2 separate regions of the Sus scrofa genome follow, and region 1 is linked to region 2. The links are chromatin contacts, called in public HiChIP or PLAC-seq maps. All regions are on one chromosome and are shown on one strand. Each heading gives the region's core, a stretch centred on a gene start, on an enhancer-like site or on the middle of the called end of the contact. The rest is flanking DNA. Distances are from core to core; before and after follow the strand shown. Region 1 holds the start of HRASLS (phospholipid-metabolizing enzyme A-C1). Region 2 holds the start of MB21D2 (protein MB21D2).

Region 1 (4,304 bases), core at 1,663-4,162, 280 kb before region 2:
GTCACAGATAGTAAGTGACCCAATGAGAATTCAATTCCCAGTCTGCTTATTCCAGACTGTATGCTCCTTCTTTACCCTACTGATTAACATCAATAACCACAGGAATTGCTCCTCACCAATATTTCATCTTTTCCCTCTTCGCTGATATCCAGTAAATAGAGAAGCTGCAAAAGCATACAGAATTCATATTTCATAAGATAACACAGGAAGTTTCTAAATATTCATCTGCAGAACAAGTGATTAATGGGAAGTGGAGCCTTGGGGAACCCCTGCTTTTCTCCTGCAGGGAGGTGACAAGATGGGCTAGAAGCATTTCGAGGGTTCCCAGAGTCATACCTCAGTAAATGGCTAAACCTGTCTGCGTGGGTAACTTGATTTACAGGGACAGCTACCTGTTTCATTCAAGCACAAGTATGTCATGTACTGCTTCATAAGCATGATAATAGCAAACCAATTAAAAATACATTTATAGGTCCTCTGCTGAAATCTCTGAGTGTCACATTTAAGGTAAAAATATTTCATTTTAACAGTTCATCTGCACAGAATTCTTTGACTGGTTTATAATAAAGAGCGACATGAAGGAAAGTCTGTAATTTTTGTACAAGAAATCTCCCTTTCAACTGCCAAAACAAGCTTCCCTGTTTATAGCTCCCTGTTGGTCTCCCGGGATGCATCAAAAGAAATAGCAGCCCCCTGCACAGATAGGGACAGGCTGATTAACTGCTGTTCATGCCCATGGAGCCACCTGTGTTACAAGAATATTAAGAGCACTTTTTAGCAAACTACTCCCAAGGATGCCGTTGGCAGTCTGAAACATGATCACAGGCTATCCCCATAGTCCAATGGTCTCCCAATTCAATTTGGACCCTTTCCCACTTGGGCTGCATTTTTCATCCATAGCCCTATGACACTGAGAGGGCTCCATGGAGCCCTGTGCTCCCATTGGCTCATTTGCAGACCCTCAGTGCTGCAAGGATCCTTGGTCCAACATCTTTCCCCTGTGGCTGAGGGTTCCACCTCCCGGCCAGACGAACCATCCTGGGCCACTGCATTGTCATTCCTTGCTTGGAATCCCTCCAGGGATCCCATTATTGACTCCATATCTTGTCTCCTTTGCAGCCTTAGCATCCTTATTCACCTCTACATTCTAGGCAAACCAAACCATTATTCCTCACACACCCCTGGCTTTGTGTTGCTAATACCACACTGAACCTTCTACCTGGATTGTGCTGCCACTTTCCAAGTGCCCCTAAATGACCCACGCTTAAAGATCCAGATCAGATGTCCTTCCCAAGGTCTCCCTCCACTCAGCCACAAGTGACATGCTGGTCCTTTACCTCCCTAATGCGCTCATCGTGTTTCCTACACCTGTGTCAGTTACCGGTGTCAGGGGAATTTTCTCTTCTGCTCCACATGGAGAGCTGGTTCTTGTTTATCTCTGCTCCTTCAGTTTGCTACAGAGTGGCTGGCGCCAAGAACTGCCAAGGGAATGTTTAATGAATGAAGGAATGAGGCGCCCAAGCCCAGCGAGGACAGAGTGGCTGGGCTTTTCCAGCACATAACGTCCATGAATAGTCCCGAATGCCTAAGTGATATCACCGTTTCTAGTTCCCAACTCTGATATATTATCCTAATAAATACTTGTGATATTATTCATATTCATTTCAGCGAGGGTGGTGGAGAAAAGGCTTTGGTAAGCGAGACCAGGTATCCAGTCCCGGTTCTGCCATATGACAGCTCTGTCACTAGAGCTAGTCTCTAGGGGCAGACTCTGTTCCTCCATTTGTAAAAAGAGAGGTATGGGTTGGATTGGATGCTCTCTACTGGTCCTTGGAGCTCTCTTCTCTGACAGTCGGTTCAGCAAAGCTGTCTGTGGGCTCAGAGGCCCTCCCTCCCCATCCCCAGCACACCTCACTCTGAAGCCCTGGTTGTCTTCCCCACAGGTAGCAGCGAGCAAGCGAGAGGGGATCCTGGGGTTGTGGCGGCCTCGCAGCAGCTGCTGCCCCTCCCGCTAGAGGCGGCGGGACGCCTGCATCTACTCCGGGAGTAGGTCAAGGCGGCAGCGGCTCACTACCGGTAACCCAGGGCCGTCCTCTAGCTTCAACGCCACCCTGCCGCGAGGAAACCTCCTGAGCCCAGACGCTGCCGCGCACGCTCAAGGCTCCTGCTGACCCTGCCCCGCCCCCACCACCTCCGGGGGACCCTCCGCCCGCCTGTCCCCCACCCCGCACTTGCTTGGTTCCCAGTCCCCTCCGCACCAACACAGCTGCCTTCTGCCCGCACAGACACACACAAACCCAACCGCCCGGGCGTGGTTAACTAAACAAGGACACTCTGCCCCGTCAAACTTCCCAGGTACCAAGAGCTGGTCTAGGCGCGGCAGTAATGCAGTTAATTTGTCTTGCTGAGCTCAGAAATGTTGGCGAGCATGAATACACATTGCACCCACTAGAAGAGAGCCCCTTTTTAGCTCTATGCACATTCCTCTAAGGCGGCAGAAAGGATCCTGGTCACTGTGCAGCAAGAAGGCATCTCAGTCTAAGCTAAGGCAGGCGAAAGGAGTGGCCTTAAGAAACCACTCTGCTTCTCACCACAGGCACACACCTACAAAACGTGTGCCTGTGAGCCAGATCAGCGCCCAGGGCTGCGAGGACGCACCCGGACCCCTGCTTTCTTTAGATTTCTCCCTGTCACCACCCTCCAGTCTAAAATCAACTTCAGAAGTGGGAGGAGGGGACAAAGAAGGAAGGAAGGGTACGCCTGTCTCTAGATCTCCACGTACAGGTTTCTCCAAGTGGGAAATTTACCTGGCTCCGTATGGGACCTTCCTTAAAGACAAGACTCTCTCAGGCAGCCCATGCCCCTCCCCACTTCCCCTGCCCTGCCCTGCCTCTTAGCAAAGCCCTGGTTCTAGATAGAGAAGCAAAGCAAGTCCCTTATTTAGCGTGACTTGGGTGCATGTGACAGGGCAGGGCCTGACTCTTTCAGGTCATGGGCCGGCCGAGGCCTCCAGGAATATAGCCATGTGAGTTTAAAAATAAAGCTGGGCATGAAGAGTATCCATTTTCTCCCTGCTAAAAAAAGGGAGGCCAGGAATACAAACCAGCTAAGTAGGGAAGGCCGGGCAGACTGCTAAGTGAACTTTTTGGAGCACAGCACAGGACTTTTCTTCAAACAAGTCATAACCTAGATTTTTCCTCTGATATAAATGGACCTTCAGCTAAAAGGAAGGATTTTTTTTTTTTTCCTTTCGAATTCAAAGGCTGAAATAGCCTTCTAATTTTACATTGTTTTGTCACAATGGGATAAGGACTACCAAAAGATGCAGCTGCCTTTTTAAAGGAATCAGGTTCTGTGGTGAACGTTAAGGGTAATTCTGCATGACTTGAAACTGGGGTCTGGCTGTGGCATCTTTGATGACAAAGTAGTAGAAAGATAATGAAAACATGGAATCTAGATACACTATTGGTAAAGTGGAAACCGAACACTTGAGAGGCTGTAGCTTTGTTTTTTATGAGTTAATGTTTTTCTTAAATGTTCTCTATTTAGTATATTTTTCGAATGATAAACTGAACCAGATATACCTTTCAATACCCTTCTAATGTCTCAAAGAGAAAGCCATAAACATGCATTTGCTTTATGTTCCCCAACTATTTCAATTGAGTCATCACTGAAGACAGTGGTTCATGATTTTATACAGGAGAGTTATTGTGAGCATTTATAAAGCCATCCTGCTTATGAGCTAAATTTATTATGTTTGCCAGGTTAATCTGTTTTCTCTAATCGGACACTTAATCATCCGCTCTCCTCCCTGCATTATGGATTCATGAACGTGAACCAAGGAGAGTTGCTCAGTCAAGGCAAAATGATAAATTATCTTTTCATTTTGGGGGGTATTTGTGATGAAATGCATCATAATAGAATTAAAATGAAATAAATCTTGGAATTTTACTTCTAGAGCCCTGCCAGGTATTGATAAAATGCATTCAGCTAAGAGTAAATTCAATTTGATGCCTGAATGGAACTTGTAGGAGAAACGGAGAAAGTGTGGTCATTTAGGAGAACTCTGAGTTCTCCTTTCATTGCTACAGATTGGAGGGATAGTTCATCAATCCTTGGCAGTACTTTCTAGATGATCAGCACAGAATTAAAATTTCTATCCAGAAAGAATGAGGAATTAGCCTCAGGCAGTTAATAGGCAAACTTTGTCTACATCTAGGGTGATAGTCCTGAGATGTCAAGGGTTGCTCATGGTATGTGATGGGAGTAAATGTTAGATTACAACCAAATAACCAGTTCCCAAT
Region 2 (4,042 bases), core at 1,502-4,001:
GTTTCTTTCGTCTATTGGATGCTGCAGAAGCAGGTAAAGGAATGACCTACCTTAGTGCTTATTTACATGGGAGACTCCATTAACCTTTCCTGAGCCATTTATTAAAACTTTAGAAGCCTGTACTAAAGACTGAGACACTCTTTACTATCTTCTAATAATCATTCTCTTTCTCTTCACCTTCCTCTCCATTTCCCTTCCTTCTCCTAGGCCATATGACATGCTCTGGGGGGAAAAAAGTACAAGAATAGAGGCATTTAATTAAACATAAGCAGAAATATCTCCATGTAGTACAACTCTTAAGTGATTGTTAGGAAACCGTACGTAGCTTACATTGAGATATTTAATTGTAGCAAAGATTACCTACATGCTGACTTCCTGGACTTTAGGAGATGGTATTAATTTGTTCACTCATTCATTCAAATATATTAATTAAGGTCATAAGGGGAGCCAGGAAATGTATTAAATGCAGTGTTTACAAAGGCGGAGAGACCTAGCACTCTTACTGGAGGGGCTCATAGTTGACTAGGACTCAGAAGCTAAAAAGTCTCCCAAGACCAATTCAGGAAATCATGGTCTCATCCTTTTCTCCTATTTTGCCAATTGGGCAAGGGATAGTTATATCATCTCATTAGACTTGTATAAGAGCATATAAAAGTTATTTAGTTTACTATTCAGGGCATTCTCTAAATATACAGGCTCATCGAAAGTCAATGATTCATAGAATTCTGATGTGGCTGATGTTCTACAGAAAATGGAGAAGCACAGAGAGACCATCCATTCCCTCACTCATTCAAACCATCCAAGACCCAGGGCTGAGGCACAATAAGGCACCATTCCTACTAACTACCTGTTTTATCTCTATGAATATGTGTATCACAAGGGAGGAGTACTGCCTTATTCACACTTTTGGAAATTAACACACAAAAAAATACCTGGACTTTTTTGCCTGATTTTTTTCCAACTGCATTAGGTTGGAAGTTGTTGCTTGCATGAATGAACTAGAATCATTCTGATCCATGAAATGACCATGCCTGAGCCAGCTGTCTCACAGATGCCTGCCATTGATCATGAGAGAAGCATTGACAGATGGGAGTGGATCGATTTGTGTTGGAGTTCCGAATGCTTGCATAGCTTATCCCACTGTCCAGTTAATGGTAATACCCTCTCAGATGAAATGTCAGGGTGGCAAAACAGACCTGCAAAAGCCAGAGGTCTCAGGCAGCTCCCTCATCAGTCCACTAGCATTCATATGTATCCTCCCTCTTTAATATTGAGTGGGTGAGAAAGCTTGTTTCAAAGAGAAGCAAAGCAAAAGCAAAAGCAATTCACTGGTTATGCCAAAATTCTCCAGACATCACTTGATTCAATAAACATTGAGGGTCTTTGTGTAGGGACAATGTTATGGGAAATCCTATGTAAGATGATGAGTCCTTACCCTAAGGGAAGCCCATAGCTTGAAACTTGCCTTAATGATGATAAAGCATGGTCTAAATTCATCAGAGGCATGTGAAAGTTTCTGAAGGGGTGCAGTAGATGTTCTGAGCAGGGAAATGTTGCTACCAGCTTGGGGGAGGGGCCTTAAGGAAGGGGTTCAGGAAAAGGCATGTATGAATTGGCTTTGGTGTAAAGTTTGAAAGGGGGTAAAGAGGAGGAACTGGATTGGAGGAGGTCGATCAGATCTGTGTTTTGTAAAAATCACCATGGCAACAATGTGAATAGATTGGAAAGAAGAAAGAATTAAGTTTATAACAACAATAGTAGCAGCTAACATTTAATTAAGTATTTATTATGTCAGGCATTGCACTAAGTGCTTGACCCATCTTATTTCACATAATCCTCAAATCAATTCATGAGACAGAAATTATCATCTCCATTTTATAGTGAAAGTCATGACAGAGCCTGGACTAACAAAAGAGGCTGTATTCTTGTCCCTGAGAACCCAGGTAAGAAAAAGCTCCTATCTTTTATGAGGGACTGAGGGATAGAGACGAGTTGGATTTTGGAGGATTAGGAAGAAAGATAACTTTTTTTTCTAAGAACCAATAGGCCTCCTAAGTGTTTGAGTCAAAAACCTCATAAACATTAAAAACACCTCTGAGATCCTAGTCTATCTAAAGGACCATGACTTAAAATCTGCCTTGTCAAGTAAGTATGACTCCATCTCACCATCTCCTTTGGCTTATCCCTGTCCACCTAGATTCTGGCATTCTGCCTGGCAAATAGTGGGTGCTCCAATTGTATTTGTTGAATGAGAGAATTTTCACCTCGTCATTCAATATTCATTGAAACCTGGGACAAGTCATTGTTTCCCCTCCCCCACACCGACCTGCTCACTTTAGTTTTTCTAGCTTTATATTGGAGCTGGCTGAACCTCGTTAAGTCATTATACATTAAGTTTAATAAATTGTTATCCAGGAAAATTAATTACCTAAGGCAAAGGTAGGGATACTTTAGCGGCGAATGGGAGTGTCTATAGCGGACCGGGTGGGCGCTCTCTCTTTTTTGGGGGGGGTGGGAAATACGCTTAATCCTATCTTGTTTGGCAATCTGTGCAGAAAAGGGCAATAGATTGGTTTTTATATTCCTTAAGGCAGGTTCCTTCAGAATCGAAAGGCATTGGAGTTTCTTGAGATATAAACGCTCCCAGAGGGATGCCCTGCCCAGGACACCGCCCTTAAAATGAGAGGAAGACTCCTTTCTCCTTGAACGCGCTTGGCAAGCCCTGCCCCAAAGGGGGTGGAGGTAGAGAAAGAATACGTCCACACCTCTCGCGTCTGCCGGGGTACAGATAGGCAAGTGGCATAGGCGCGCAGACTTTGTCATTTATTTATTTTTCTTTCCACTGGGTGCGCTGTCCCTTTAAATGGGGGACGCTGGTGCTGGCTCCGTAACACCGGAGCCGGCAGCTTGTTGATTTCAGAGCTGGTGAATTTCACATTGTTTCCACTTCACTTTCCTCGCCCGGGGAGGCTCGGGTTGGCTCTACCACCGCTACCGCCTTTGCCAGCGAGGGCCAGGGGAGGGCAGGGACCTGCAGCATCTGGGCCGCCTTGGGGCCGCAGGAAAGGGTGTTGGGGCCACACACGCACTCTCGCTGCAGTCCAGCTCCTCCTGAAGCCCGGGCGCCCGAAGCGCACCCAGCCGGGACCGCCCGCCTAGACGCCCGCCCGCCAGCCCGCCCACGGGCCGGGGTCACAGCCAGGGAGCCGGCGAGGGGAGGAGGCCCACGGGGGACTGGGTGGGGGGGCGGGGGTGGGTGCTGCCGCAGCCGCGGAGCTGCTACTCGGCGCGTTTTGTATGAAGATGGCGGCTCCCACCGCCAGCAAGGCAGCCTCCCTGGGCTGTAACAACAAGCCTGCGTTCCCGGAGCTGGATTTCAGGTCGGGAGCTCGGGTGGAGGAATTGAACAAACTCATCCAAGAATTCACGAAGCACGACCAGCGGGAGTACGACGACCAGAGAGCACTGGAGATTCACACAGCCAAGGATTTCATCTTTTCCATGCTGGGTAAGGAGGAAAAAGAGAGAGAGGTGGTGTGTGTCTGTGTGTTTGTGTGATGGGAAGCGGGTTTGGAACCCATTCCCCCTTCTCGCGGGCCCCTTCCTTCTTGGTTTCCTTCCCGGAGTCGGGTGCCTGAGTATAACCCATCTCTTTCCGCCTCTTCCCTTCCTTCTCCGCGGCAACCTGAGCTGCCTTCCCTCGCCTCCTTACTATACTTTGCGCCGGGTCCCTTTTTCGCCCCCGTTCGCTGGCTCTTTTGTTAATTTCTCAACAGAGGGGCTGGTAGGCAGGTGAAGTGTTCGCGGTGAACTATCTCACTGTTGGGGATAAGCCCCTGGAAGCCGTGCGGTCCAGGTGAGAACCGGCGGCACCTTTCAATTAAGGGATTTTTCTCCAGAGGCACGGACCTGCACCTTCCCAACGCCGAGTCCTTTCCTGAGCTCGGGGCGCAGGAACTGCTTGGAGCTCTGGCTCGGCGCCCGAGCGACAAGTTGCTCTCTAGTCTTGCGGCGCCGCGCTGTCACGCCGAGCCCCCGTTGG

Evidence for each region. HiChIP or PLAC-seq counts read pairs in DNA pulled down with a chosen protein or histone mark.
Region 1: an H3K27ac HiChIP or PLAC-seq map of skeletal muscle shows a contact between it and region 2. The contact joins the promoter of HRASLS here to the promoter of MB21D2 in region 2. A contact is called at or near these places in 1 of 47 Hi-C or Micro-C datasets (epiblast stem cells) and 1 of 2 datasets of contacts at active chromatin or transcription factors (skeletal muscle).

Annotation. Positions count from the first base shown.
Region 1 is chr13:130,280,722-130,285,025 of Sscrofa11.1, reverse strand. HRASLS (phospholipid-metabolizing enzyme A-C1) reads right to left here and starts at 2,912. Exons shown (of 4, transcript XM_021070059.1): 1 at 2,808-2,912.
Region 2 is chr13:129,996,049-130,000,090 of Sscrofa11.1, reverse strand. MB21D2 (protein MB21D2) reads left to right here and starts at 2,751. Exons shown (of 2, transcript XM_001925559.6): 1 at 2,751-3,508. The coding sequence starts at 3,298.